Linked DNA regions of Mus musculus: region 1 is linked to region 2. A link is a contact called in public promoter capture Hi-C data. All regions are on one chromosome and are shown on one strand. Each heading gives the region's core, a stretch centred on a gene start, on an enhancer-like site or on the middle of the called end of the contact. The rest is flanking DNA. Distances are from core to core; before and after follow the strand shown. Region 1 holds the start of Cox18 (cytochrome c oxidase assembly protein 18). Region 2 holds the start of Scfd2 (Sec1 family domain containing 2).

Region 1 (6,918 bases), core at 458-2,957, about 16 Mb before region 2:
CCTCAGGCACTAGTGCATGAGGTTTTCTCAAAAGTACACTTCAGCCTGAATTACAGTGAGTCCTTGAATAGCCTGTGCTACAGAGAGAACATATTGTATATCTCAAGGGCCTATGGGGGAGGCATAAAGCTATGCCTGATAACCTCAATCCAATCCTTAGAATTCTCAAGTGGTCTCTGATACCACATGAGTTTCCTCCTCAGGGTTAGTGTTAGATTTACAGACACGTCATATGCACATTATTAAGAAGACAAAAAGTTAAATATGCTCATATATGCAACATCACAAAATAAGTATTAAGAAGTTTAGTTCACATAACAATATATGGGTTTAGTTTTTAAATTTATTTCCATTACTTTGACATGAATGCAGGTGTGCAGTTTTATCAGAAGAGGTTGTCAGTTACCTGTAGCTGTAGAAAAAAATTGTTAAAGATTTTAATAACTGCTTGAAATTTTTGGTTTAGGGTTTGTGAACAATAGATCTACAAATAACAGGCTTATTTATTACACATAATAAATTTACCTACTTTCCCAGTGTTGAGAATTAATTCTAGGTTCTCATGTATGGTAAGTTGGGACTTGGGGGAGTTGTTTTTAAGTAACTTCTCTGGCTTAAGGCCATCTTGGAAGGGCCTACTGGATATTAACAGTTTTATGGAAATACGGTGGTTTCTTAAACTAGCAAGAGATAAGTGAGCTGTTTTTAAAAGGGATTATGCTATGGGAACTAAAGGCAGGTTACCCAAGTTTCAGAAAATACGCTATCTGACAGCTTTGGTAGGTGTTCAATAAAGTAGAGGACAGTGTCCACAGTTTGGCTTTACCAAACATGGGAGAGGTTTCTAAAAACTCAATTCACTTTGGCCTACCCTAGGAGTGGGCACTTCGTTGTTCCATTTATTTTCTGTTGACAGGAACACGAATGTGAAAAACACACAGTTGTTAAAAGCCCTGTGCATTCCATTTAACCGTTGAAGCAAAATTGTGCTGTTGATGGAATTCATTTTGTAAAATGAAAAATAGTATTTTTCCCTGCTCCTTATTATGATGGTGATTCTTCTTCTTATTTATTTATTTCGTTTTTTTCTTTTCTTTTTTTTTTTTTGGTTTTTCGAGACAGGGTTTCTCTTTATAGCCCTGGCTGTCCTGGAACTCACTCAGTAGACCAGGCTGGCCTCGAACTCAGAAATTCGCCTGCCTCTGCCTCCCAAGTGCTGGGATTAAAGGCGTGCGCCACCACTCGGCATTTCTGCATTCTGTTTATAAAGGAATACAGAATGCTAACCGGAACAGATAAAGACATTTAGGTCTTATTATAAAGTAGAGCTGCCTAGGGGGATAAAGGACGCAGACTTAACACTGACCGAGCCAGAAACACTATTCCCAAAGTAGGTGTTTCAGCAGTGCGTAGAGAAAACGGAGATAGATGCTGCGCGCCTTGGGCGGAAACAGCCGAGTCACAAAAAGTACTCAAGCCACAATTTCCTTGAGTGGAAACTGAAACTCAACAGCAAGGCAGTTTGCTCGCCCCGCCTACCCCTGCAGTTCCGGTTCCCGCTCTGAACTCCACCCCAGCAAGGAAAGGAGTTAAGAGAGCCTCAAGCGGCTCATTGCCGCGTGGGAAAGGCGGAGTCTTACGTCATCTCTAGCGCGACACTGGACAGGGCTTTCGGCTGGGAAGGTCAGGCGTGGCCTCGGGTTCGCGCATGCGCGCAACCTCCTGGTGCTAGTGCTCTAGTTGGCCGCCCGCTCCGTGTAACCATGCTGTGCCGGTCGTGTGCCGGGTGGCTCAGGTCGCTGCCCACCCTGCGGCTCCCGGCACCGGGATCACCGCCCGCCTGGAGCAGCGCGCGGCTCCCAGCCCTTCCGGTATGGGCAGCCGCTTCGGTGTCTGCGGCCTCTCCAGGTGGCTGGTATGAGGCCCTGGCAGCGTCGGCGCCGGTGCGCACCGCGGAGGAAGTGCTGCTGGGCGCGCAGGAGGCTACCGGCCTCCCCTGGTGGAGCAACATCATACTCAGCACCGTTGCCCTGCGCGGTGCTGTCACTCTGCCCCTGGCCGCCTATCAGCACTACATCCTGGCTAAGGTGAGGGGCGTCGGTCCCCGTGCTGCCTGCCTGCTAGTGTTAACATGGAGGCTAAAATAATTTAGTTAGCATTGCATGTTAAATGATGGTTGGTGACTCGAGTACCTTCCAGTTCACCCGACCTACCAAGTATTTATTCGAAATACAAGTGCCTCCCAAATGTTCGGTTGAGACCAATATTCAGAAGAAATGGCACGGAGGAACCTGAAACATTAGGGTCATAAACATTTTAAGAGTCTGCAGCATCATTTGTCACTATTGATACTGCTCTTTATTACTAGAAAGGTATCACTAAGTTAGCAGTTTCCAGACATGAATTCTTCCTCTGGGCCTACCACCTACTACCCTGTATCTGATGGATTGAAACTTCGAGTTGGCTTTTTAGGAACTCTGTTCAGTGGAATTGGTATAACGTTACCTCCCCCATGGCTGTGCCTGGGGGTGGGGGTGGGGTAAGTCAAGATTTTAATTTGAGTCACAGAGGATTGCCAGGAAGGGAGCAGCAGCATTGAGCCAGGAAGCATTCACAGTGAGGTGTTAACACTGGAATGCTGTTTTCTCTCTCCTGGGAAATGTAGGGATGGAACAGTAAGAACCAGGATGCAGTTTTCATTTACTCGAAATCCTATGGAGGAGGTGCTGTTAGATATGCTACATACTGGGAATCAGGATTTCAGGTTATGCACAGCCAGAAACAGAAAACATCAGGTACCCATAACCAAGAAGTTGCAGTTGGTTTAACTCAGTATGGTTGCCAAGATCACGCAGATAGATGTACAGGCAAGGAATTTAAATCTGGGGTCAAAGATACTTTAAGCAAACTAATATCTAATAGAGTTTTCTTAAATGTTTTCGATTACAAGTGTGATCAGTAAACAACATTTGTATATGGTCTAGGGAACAGAGACTAGAACTGTGAGTTTGGTTGTCCTGACCAAATGCTGAGTGGGGGAGGAAAGGGATTATGTGGTTTGTAGGTTATATAGTCTATTGTGGAGGCATTACAGAGCAGGGACAGCAGCAGAGTCCTTGGAGGAACACTGCTTACTGGCTTTTTATACAGCTCACGTTCACATGCCTGGGGCTGGTGGCACACAGTGTCCTGTGTTCTTCCATGTCAATTAGTGATTAAAAAATGCCCCATAGGCTAATCTGATGGGTGAAATGTCTTAGTTGAAGGCCCTTTCTTCTGGATGTGCCAAGTTGACAGCTGAAGCTAACCATGCAGTAGTTATCAGTAAAGATCCTTTATGAACTCATCAAACAACTTTTTTCTTTAGTTAGGTGGAAAACTTGCAACCAGAAATAAAAGACATCGCCAAGCGCCTTAACCAAGAAGTTGCAGTCTGTGCCCGTCAGTTTGGATGGTCCAAGAGAGTGGCTAGGTATGCAGCTTTGGGTCTGCGGTCACGAAAATGTGTGTGTGGTGTGTGCGTGTATACACGGTTAGGTATTCTTTTGATTGGCGTATTCATATTAATCACTATGCTGCATGGTGGTTTTATGTATTGGAATGGAATCAAAGAAAGGAAGAAACAGGCGTTATTCCAACTCCTGTGAAGCTGAATCGTCCTCCTATCTCAGCCTCTCTCTCAGCTCTGAGATTACAGGTGCAGACCATTGTATCTGGCTCTGTATGTCAGAATATGACAGGGTTTCATGTGCACCAGGGATGCCCAGTGGGTAACTGTACCCAGGAATGACCTTGAACTTCTAATCCTCCAACCCCGACCTCCCAAGTGCTTAGATTACACATTTGTGATACCACACCTGGCCTGTGTTCTTGGGAGCCACTGAAAAGATAAAGTCAGTGAATTAAATACTGTATTAAGATTTGACGTAAGTCAGTGGAGCTGGGCAAGTAATGTGCCACCATGCTTGGCAAATTCTATTTAATGTGAGCTTTGTCATCTTTATTTGGTGCTAATACAAACTTGACATTGCACTGAAGAGCAGCTGAATCAGCAATTAAGAGCACTTGCTTTCATTTGTTTATTTGTTCGTTGATGTTTTAATCTAAGACAGGGTTTCTCTGTATAGCTCTGGCTGTCCAGGAACTCACTTTGTAGATCAGGCTGGCCTTGATCTCAGAGATTCGCCTGCCTTTGCCTTCTGAGTGCTGGGATTAAAAGCATTGGTCTCTGTATCTTGCCTAAAGAACACGTACTGCTCTTTCGGAGGACCTAGGTTTGATTCTCAATACTCACATGGTGGCTTATGGCTGTTTGTGGCTTCAGTCCCCGAAGTATCCAGTACCCACTTCTGACCTCTGAGGGCATCAGGCATTCATGTGGTGCAATTAAATACATGTAAGCAAACCACTTATGCACATAAAATAATAAAACAAATCTTAAACAAGAACAGCAAAGAAAACTTGACATGTAGGGAAACATTGTAGCTAAACAGTTGAGGCAAGACATTATTAATCTCAGTACTGTGGAGGAAGACGTGGGTATATCTCTTAAGTTCCCCCAGCCTGTTTTACCTAATGGTAAAACCCAGGCCTTTCAGGCCACAGACTGAGACCTTGTCTCAGAAAGAGAAGAAACTAGAAAGTGTATGTATTAATGCATGAAACATAAAGCCTTATTTGTTACATATAAGCTTAAGTACGCATGGTGTTTTGATATTTTTATGAAGAGAAATCTGAGAGCTAGAGCAGTGGACCAGGACCAGGTGAATAGTTAGCTGTCCATTTGGGTTGCAGACGGCTTGATGAAGTGACATTTATGATGCCTTCCTTGCCTGTACTACACTGGTCCATTTTGTTGGATGACCTAAAAATTTTAAGGACCCGGATGTGCAAGTGTACGTAGAGAAAGAAAGTACAGATAAAAGTAGAAGGGTCTAGTGTGTGCTGTCTTAGTTCAGCATATTACAAATTGATTAAACTCAATACACCAACTAAAGGCCTATCTTGTACTAAATGTGTATGATATGAGATTGAATATGAGGAAGAAACTGGGCAAGGTCAGCGGTGGGCACACAGGAGGCTACCCTGGGCTAGTGCTACCCTCCCTGCCTCAAACAAAACAAAACAAAACAAACAAAAAACCCTCCAATAATCCTCCCTCAAGACCTTGGCCTAGAAAGTAAGACTTAACAGTCAAAAGCAACAGTTTAGTGTGGCTGCACGTAATCCCGAGATCCTGGCACTTCGGAGGTGGGTATGGGAAGGGTAAGGTAGCCTTGGCTACCAAGTTCAAGGTCATCCTGGGCTGTCTGAGGCCACATCTCAGAAAACCACTAACATAACTGAGCTGGGTGTAGTGCTGCATATTTTAATCCCTGCATCTAGGCAGCTGAAGCAGGTGGATCTCTGAATTCAGGGCCAGCTTGGTACTGACTGAGTGCCAGGCCAGTCAGGGCTCACAGTGAGACTCTGCCTTTCAAAAGCAAAAGAATCTGATTTGGTGAACAGATTAACATAGCCCTTGGTGGGAAGTTGATTTGGTGAACAGATTAACATAGCCCTTGGTGGGAAGTTGATTTGGTGAACAGAATAACATAACCCTTGGTGGGAAGTTGATTTGGTGAACAGGTTAACATAACCCTTGGTGAGAAGTTGATTGAAAACACTGGAGGCCATTTTGGCAGTCTCAGACTATACACTGTTGGAACCCCCAGAACAGAAGAGCTATTTTAGGAGGTGAAGTAATAGTATTTGCCTGAACTACAGAGTTAAGTAAAATATGCTTTCAGCTGTAATATCTGTAGTTAAAAATGTGTTAAACTTTGTTGGTCTTGAAACCCCAATACACTTTTTTTTTTCTTGATTTTGAGACAGGAGTTCATAGATAGCCCAGGTTTGCCTTATTAAACTGGCTATGTAGCTGGAGCCTGGCCTCAAGCAGTTAGAGACTGTGGTAAATAAAATTATTTTTAAAAACCTTATTGGCTAGAGATCATTAGATACTAAAGCTGTAGTCTGACAGTATCAGTAGAAGGCTACATGCCTTCTGCTTAGTGGCTGTCCCCTACTGGTTACCATGGTTTAAACCCCTTTCAACCCTTCGGCCATCGCCACAGACTGCTGTAGGGTGACCCTTCTGCCGGTGGTCAGGTGTCATTCCCTCTGCACCTTCCCCGTAGACTCACCTATCTGAAGAACATGCGGAGACTTATCTCAGAGCTGTATGTCCGTGACAACTGCCACCCTTTCAAAGCCACGGTGCTGGTCTGGGTCCAGCTTCCAATGTGGGTTTTCATCTCTGTCGCCCTCCGGAACCTCAGCACTGGGGCCACACATTCAGACGGTAACTATCGCAGAAACCCTCATCTCTCAAAATCTTCAGGGTTGCATCCCAGTAGAAAAACAATCTTAGCTTTTATTATTACCATTTACTGTCTTCCTTACATACAGAATTCAGAGTCTTAAGTATAAACACACAATCTGTGTTGAGAACAAAAACTTGAGAAAATGAAACACAAAAAAAATATTGACTATAAATAGCTTGAATACAAAGGATGCAGATGTTTGAGTGAGGCTCTCTGGGAGTGTTGGGCTGCTCCTCTGTGTATGTTCCTGACAGTTCTCAGCTGTTCTGAGCATTCCTGTTTTGTGTATCCACTGTTTCAGCAGGCATTTCTGTTCAGGAACAGTTAGCTGCTGGCGGGACGCTGTGGTTTCCTGACCTCACCGCAGTGGATTCCACCTGGATTCTGCCTGTCTCTGTTGGTGTTGTCAACCTACTGATAGTGGAGGTCGGTGCCTCACATTGGGGTTGCTGACCACTTCAGGCACTGGGATTGCCTACTCCGGGGGCAGGAACTGTGTTATGCCTTCCCTTCCAAATAGCCATGCACGACTGTAGCACCCAAGGATTTATGA
Region 2 (7,863 bases), core at 2,392-4,891:
CCCCTCCCCGCCCCACCCCAAGGATTCTAGCTTAGCTTCTCAAGAGTGGCTTTCTCTGGGGCTTCTGGTCTTCTTTGAAGTTCCCTTCCCCCAACCTTCCTCCCACTCCCCAGTTCCCTTTGCTACACCATTGTTCTTTTCTGTCCCTGTTGCCTTTCTCCCTCCACTAGTCTATTTTAAAATCCTGAAGGCCAGCATCCCGCACGGGTTTGACTGAACCACAATTGTCAATTCGTCGAAATTTTAACAACCAACAAAAGAAAAATTTAATATATAAAGGATGCGTTCTCTTTGTTTAAAAAATTATTAGTATTGGGCATAGTGGCACTTGGTAGGCAGAGACAAGTCACCCTGGTCTACATAGTGAGTTCCAGGATAGCCTGGGCTATACAGGGAGACTCTGTGGCCGGAAAGTTTTATTTAAGTTACTTAAACTGGTCATCTGAGTGGAGGGAACCTTGGTTGTGAAAATACCTCCATAAGATCGGGCTGTAGACAAACCTGCAGGGCATTTTCTTAATTAGTGATTGATGAGGAGGGTCGAGCGTTAGACTTTATCTGTATCACTTGATTCCTCGTTACCTGAGTAGATCACGAGGGTTTTAATTCTTCTTAGTTTTGAACTCTTGTTTGCTATGCCCTGTTCCCCTGTAGGAAATTCTTAAATTGTTTCAACTTCTGTGTACAATTTCCTCGTAAAAATCTTCCCTGAATTCAACAAATATGTATGAAAGTCTACCCAAGTACTAGGAACTCTTCAAGACTATATAGATTGGCGGTTAAAAAAAAAATCCTTTCTTTCATGAAGCCTTTATTCTAATGGAAGATGATAGACACATCATGTTGATAAGGATTTAAAAATAATAGTAGCTGTAAAAAGACCCACGGCCAAGTGATTAAAAGGGAGGTATAATCTAATATCACGTGGTAATTAATTAATTAATTAAAATAAGTAGATCCCTTAATGGAGAAGGGCTGTAAGCTCTGTGGGTTTCTGCATGGGGGCTACTTGACAAGGAGATTAGGAACATGCAAAAGGCCCAGAGACAGAGAAGTTCCAGGCACCCAACTGCATTTGGAGTAGAGTGAAAGGCAAATGTAGATAAACTGAGTATGCAGATGGGGTGAGCAGGGTTGGGGTGAGGGGAGTAGAGCAGAGCTAAACTCTCTTTTAGACCACAAGTCTTATTGACTACATAGCCACTTTCCCCAGAATCTTCACTAGGCCAAATCTGCCTTCGTCTTGTTTAACTTTCACTTCCATCTGTTGTATGGTGCACCATATCCTTTTGGCCTTTGATACTATCTGCTTGAGAGTACCGTGGGCAGTTACCACCACCACACCGTGGTTAGCTCCATTCTCACTGTTAAGTGCATCTAAAGTAAAATTGGGTGGTTTCATGAGAGAGTTGATTGTCTTTTGCAGAGTGAATTGCTTTTCTTTCCAGTCTGGAAAAGAGTTTGTCTTTCAAATCATTGTCTAGACAAAGAGTTTAGACATCAACAACGAGTTGATTAATGAATGGTGGTGAATGCGGTAGGAGGCCTGCGTGGTGGAGGTAGCACTTGAGCTAAGCTTTGAAAATGATTTCTACAAAGCAGAGAAGCTCATAAAGCTCTAATGACCATCCTTCAAAGCCTCTTCCTTCCTTCTTTCCTCCTAAACTGAATCCTTGTATGGATATGCTTCCTTGGTTAGGATTAATCTCTCCATTTGCCATGGGAAACTTTGACATTAAATAATTTGACTATTTTATAGACTGTCTCTTGCTTCTTATATTATGAACTCATCTCACTACAATATCACATTTATCCTGAGTATACTTATTTGCCATCTCATTATTTATTGCTGTTCTAAGCAATGATGATGGTGATGTTGCTGCTAACCCAGGCCTGGCAGTGCATCCTGTCCTTCCAGGTCCTCTGGAGGCCAGGGCTAGAGCTTGACTCAGGCTAGCAGAGTAAGACTCCATCTCAGAACAATGTCAATAATAATGATATCATTTAATATGAAGTATACTTTTTTTTTTTGAAACAGGGTTTCTCTGTGTAGCCCTGGCTGTCCTGGAACTCACTGTGTAGACCAGGTTGGCCTCGAACTCAGAAATCTGCTGCCTCTGCCTCCCGAGTGCTGGGATTAAAGGAGTACGCCACCACCTACCACCACCCGGCTGTGAAGTATACTTTTGAGAAGTAATGAAAAGGAGTGCTTAGCTATAAGAATTAGACAATGAATAGATTACTGCTCAAATCATGCCAAGAGACCAGGTATGGTGGCATATGCTTTAGGGAGGTCAAAACCCAACTGTATACACACACACTCTCTCACACACAGAAACACACGAATAAAACTTTAAAATGAAAGCAATTGCCATGTGTCACAACTAGATGAATGATGTTAGGTGAAGTAAGTTAATCACAATAAAGCAGATAGTACAGGGACCCAATTATAAGACCCACAGTGCCAATGCAAAGAGAACAGGATTAAAGTAGAGGCTGACAAATGCTGGGGGGGGGGTGCAGGGAGCTGAGGTTGAGGGTGGCAATTGTTATTTAAAGGGTATATAGTTTTGAAACTATTTTGATTTTGCAAAATAAAAAGTTCCAAAGATTGGTTGTACAGCAGCATGAATGTTTTTTAATGTTTCCGAACTGTACATTTTAAAATGACTAATGGTGGACATGGTGGCACACACGTTTAATCCAAGCACTAGGAAGGCAGAGGCAAGCAGATCTCTGTGAGTTTGCAACGAACCTGATCCACATCATGTGTTCCAGGACAGCTAGGGCTGCACAATGAGATCCTGTCCACACATACTCACACACACACACACACACACACTCACTCACACACACACAATTAGAACAGTAAATTACTAAATTTTTTTATCTCATGCATGTTTCCACAATTAAATAATAATAATAATAATAATAATAAAACAGGTTCTAAACTGAGATGTGTAGATCAGTATATCTATTCCTCAACCCAATTCTCATCTTAGTAGCTGTGAAATGGACCCCAAAGCCTTTTGACTGTGTGGAGACAGGATCTCTCTGTCTCTCTCTGTGTGTCTGTCTCTGTCTCTCTCTGTGTATGTGGTGTGTGTGTGTGTTGGGGATGGGTGATTGTGCGTTTTCCACAATTGGCACATGGAGGACAATTTTTCCGGGTCCTGTTTTTCTACATTGAGTCCGAAGGATCAAACTCAGGTCATACGACTTGTGTTGCAAGCGCTTTTAGCCTTATGAGCCATCTTGCTGGTCCCAAAAGGTATTTCACGAGGCTGGAGTGCACCAACGCAGAAGATAACCTACACAAGACCAACTATTACGTTGCAGTAGTTGTTTGGCTTCTCCAAGTTCAGATGGGGGAAGTACTTTGCTTCAGACCAGGTTTTATTATTCCCGAGAATTCTTAACCTGGAGGAAAAGGTGATGAGAGCTGACAAGGGAGGGACGAACAAAACCCATTTCAATTCTTTCCTAGAAAGCTGCTGCCTCCAGCTTTTCAGGGACTATCGACCCTGTAAGCACATTCCGTTCCTCCTTCAAGTGCAGACGTTCCTTCCGCCAGCCCGCGCGCCTGATCAGCCAATGAGCGCCTAAGACGTCATCACCGCGCGCGCGAACGCCGAGCGTCAGAGACAGGCCCACGTGTACTGTGTTGACTGTCAAAGTACTCAGTACCCGGAAGCCCTGCGTTCTGACCTGAGTTCCCGCCCGTACGCCGGTGAGACCCCTGGCCAGCTGGCGATACGGGATCATGAGCGCCGCGGGCATACTGGCCTTTGCCCAGCAAGGCTGGGAGCAGGTGCTGGCCAAAGTGAAGTGGTCCGTGGTCTACCTGGACGCTGCCTGCGCCGAGAGCCTGCACTGGAGCTGCGGATCCAGCCGGCTTCTGGAGGCGGTGAAGGGTCCTGCGTGTCACCTGCGGGAATTTGAACCCCAGGCCATTGGCGGGGGAGCCAAGCAGCCCCGGGCGGTTTTCGTTTTGAGCAGCCCGCTGAAAGGCCGGATCGTAGACACTCTACAGAGTATCATTTGCCGCAGTCACTTTCAGCACTGTGTGGTGGTCACAGCCGTGAGCCACGCAGTCCACCTCACTGCTAACCACGTACCGGCCGCTGCAGCGGCCGAGCTCGAGGGGCAGCAGCCGGTGTTCGAACAGCTGGAGGAGAAGCTCTGTGAGTGGATGGGCAACGAGAACTATACGGCCGAGGTGCTCCACGTCCCGTTGTTTCTCGCCCCTGTTGCCTCCCATCTCGCTTTTACTCCAGCCTTTGCTACCCTCTTCCCACTGCTACCTCAGGATGTCCACGCTCTTAACAGTGCCAGACCCGACAAGAGGAGGCTGAGCAGCTTGGGTGAGGTGGATGCCACTGCCCTAACCCCAGAGCTGCTGCTGTACATCAGATGCCTCGTGTCAGGCCTCAGTTCTCTGTGTGAACATCTAGGGGTACGAGAGGAGTGTTTCGCCGTGGGTCCCCTCAGTCGGGTCATCGCTACAGATCTGGCAAATTATGCCCCCGCCAAGAACAGGAAAAAGACTGCTACAGGCAGGGCTTCTGTGGTCTTTGTGGATAGAACTCTGGATCTCACAGGTAGGTGGCATTTCTGGGAGTTGTTCATCTTCACTCTCCTAGCTAGAGGATCTGTTCATTGATTCAGCATATGTGTTTATTGGCCTCATATTGAGGTTGGCAATATAAAGATGAACTAAAAGAACCAGCCCCTAATTTGACAGCATCTGGAGTTAAGTTTTGTCTAGTGGAGAGTGGACATAGATAAAGCACAATTTTATTTGTTAAATGCTGTAAGCGGGCAAATATGGCTTTAGTGTGCGTTGCTTTTGATAAAACAACCGGGCCTAGTCCAAGAGACTGGAAAAAATGAGATGACCTTGACATGGAGGGAATTGCCATCACCTGAGACTCTTAGACATTTCCAGATACCAGTTGTCTTAATTAGGGTGTCTATTGCTGTAATGAAACACCATGGCCAAAACCGACTTGTGGAGGATAGGGTTTATTTCCTTACACTTCCACACCATAGTCGATCATTGAAGGAAATCAGGACAGGAACTCAAACATGGCAGGAACCAGGAGGCAGGAGCATAAGGCGGTAGCGGTCATAGAGGGGGTGCTGCATACCATGCTCCACATGGAATGACCTTCGTTTGCTCCCTAGTACCTACATGGTGAAAGGAGAGCACTGACTTCCTCCAATTGTTCTCTGATCTCCACACACACAGTGTGACTTGCACATGCACTGTCCCCCACACATATACAAATAAATAGGTAAATGTCTTTTTTAAAAAGTGAAACTGAATGTACATATGAGAAGTTGGAAAAAAGAATTGTAGAAAATATTTTCAAATGTGCATTGAAGTTTGTATAGCAACCTCAAATTGCAGCAATGTAATAATTATTTATACCTGCGAGGAAGAAATCTAACCTTAAAATAGGTGAAGAAAATTCTGATTCATGATGTGAGCACTTATTTTTAGAGGTCACCTTTGTTTTATAGTTAAGTAGATATAGTTCAATAATAGTATGTGCTAGCTGTTCAAGGTCACTGAGAACAATCAGAACACTGGTCTAAGCCAGTATTCCCTTTCCAGGTTAGAAAAAAAAAATGTTGAATGATGTTATAAAAACCAGTAAGAAGTATATTTGAAATTTTAATTAGATGAGTTTTAAGATCATAAAATAGAGAGTAAACTAAATGGCAGTTCTGAGGAAATGCTACTGGGCGCAATCTTTTGAGGGTGTCCTGAGGGTAATTATAATTAATTTCAAGAGGGCAGCAGTGGCCATGTCACTCACAGAGGGCAGAAGTCTATAAAACAGAAAATATAAGCCTGCAGAAGGTTTTCATACCTCCTTATCACCAAATCCCTTGCACATTGTGTACAGTTTTCTCCTTCCTTCACATTACAAAGGAGCATTCCATCCCTCCTCACGTTTTTACCTATGCAGACTAGCTCAGCACTCTCTACCTTCTCATGAGTTCACTTCTGCTAAACAGTCCTCTATAGACCATTTTCCTCCTTTTCTCAGATTCTCTCTTTTTTTAATTAGATATTTTCTTTATTTACATTTCAAATGTTATCCCCTGTCCTAGTTTTCCCTCTGAAAATCCCCTATTTCCTCCCCTCTCCCCGTTCTCCCCAACCCACCCACTCCCATTTCTGGCCCTGGCATTCCCCTGTACTGGGGCATAGAACCTTCACAGGACCAACGACCTCTCCTCCCTTTGATAACCGACTAGGCCATCCTCTGCTACATATATAGATAGAGCCACAAGTTCCACCATGTGTTTTCTTTGATTGGTGGTTTAGTTCCAAGGAGCTCTGAGGGTACTGGTTAGTTCATATTGGTGTTCCTTCTATGGGGCTTCAGTCCCCTTCAGCTCCCTGGGTATTTCTCTGGCTCCTTCATTGTGGACCTTGTGCTCTGTCCAATGGATGATTGTGAGCATCTACTTCTGTATTTGTCAGGCACTGGTAAAGGCCATCAGGAGAAAGCTATATCAGGCTCCTGTCAGCAGGCTCTTGTCGGCATCTGCCTAGTGACCGTGTTTGGTGGTTGTTTATGGGGTGGATCCCCAGGTGGGGCAGTCTCTGGATGGTCTTTTCTCAGAGTCTCATCATTGGCCTGCAGGCAGAATGGAGCAGGACCTTTCTTGACTCCTCATGATCACCCGACTTCAAGTCCCTTTCATTTATTTGGCTTCATTTTGTAGCTGGCTTTAGAGAGCTGTTCATATTTGCTGTTTCCACAGACACCTATGTCAGTTTTCTCTTGACTTCTAGTCTTTTAGGCTTTTATATTTCAAAACTTCTGAGATCCTGACTTCCCCAGTGCCTTCTGTGTTACCAAAGCCACAGTTGAGTCACAGTGCTCCTTTGTGCCTCCTGAACGTCAGAATACCCTTTAGTACAATAGAGCAGAACAAAAAGTAAAAGGAAACTTAGGGGTAGGGAGGTGGTTCAGCGGATAAGTGCTCACTACACAAACATGAGGGGGCCTGAGTCTGGATTCTGCCTGTGCTGGCCTGGGTGTGAGAGCATCTTCAATCCAGTTCTAGCCAGTGGTCGTGGTGGCATGAAGAGGCAGATCCAGCCAATCAGTGAGCTCCAGGATCAGCAAAACTGTCAAAAACAAAACAAAACAAAAACAAAAACACCACAGAAAGCCAAAAAGAGATGGAGAGTCACAAAGAAAGACATGCATTGCCTATCTGCCTTCCACAAGTACATGCAAGAGTGAATATTTCAGCAAACTCACACACACACACAGAGTGAGAGAGAAAGAGAGAGAGAGAGAGAGAGAGAGAGAGAGAAAGAGAGAGAGAAAGAGAGAGAGAAAGAGATATGCTCGCACTCACAGAGGCACACCCCCTAATTAAAAATAGAAAGTACAAAAGGTAGAGAGCTAGCATTCATAGTGATGTTACTCTATGTGATTTTATCAGCCATAAATTTAGCATGCTGGCTCCCCCCCCACCCCGCCCTGTCCTCCTATCATGGTATTCATGTGTTCTAGTTTGCTTTTAGTTGCTATACTAAACATCCTGAGCAAAGGCAACTTGGTTGGAGAAGGCTTTATTTGGTTTCAACTTCTGGGTAATAGTCCATCACTGAGTGAAGTCAGTGCAGGAACTCAAGCAGGAGCCTGGAACAGAGCTCGTGGGGTGATACTCTTGATGGACTTGCTTTCTTGTACAACCCAGGACAACATGCCCAGGGGTGGAACTGCCTACAATGGGCTAGGTCCTCCTTACCAATCATTAATCAAGAAAATGCCCCATAAGAATGCCATAAGACCAGTAATCAGGCTCCCTCGGAAAGATAGAAAGAAC

Evidence for each region. Promoter capture Hi-C pulls out the DNA fragments that hold promoters and counts their contacts.
Region 1: a contact with region 2 is called in a promoter capture Hi-C map of pre-B cells. The contact joins the promoter of Cox18 here to the promoter of Scfd2 in region 2. A contact is called at or near these places in 1 of 39 promoter capture datasets (pre-B cells) and 3 of 484 Hi-C or Micro-C datasets (CD4 T cells and CD8 T cells).

What each region holds. Positions count from the first base shown.
Region 1 is chr5:90,218,785-90,225,702 of GRCm38.p6, reverse strand. Cox18 (cytochrome c oxidase assembly protein 18) reads left to right here and starts at 1,707. Exons shown (of 6, transcript NM_001033310.3): 1 at 1,707-2,087; 2 at 3,372-3,472; 3 at 6,180-6,343; 4 at 6,670-6,791. The coding sequence starts at 1,764.
Region 2 is chr5:74,527,520-74,535,382 of GRCm38.p6, reverse strand. Scfd2 (Sec1 family domain containing 2) reads left to right here and starts at 3,641. Exons shown (of 9, transcript NM_001114660.2): 1 at 3,641-4,601. The coding sequence starts at 3,764.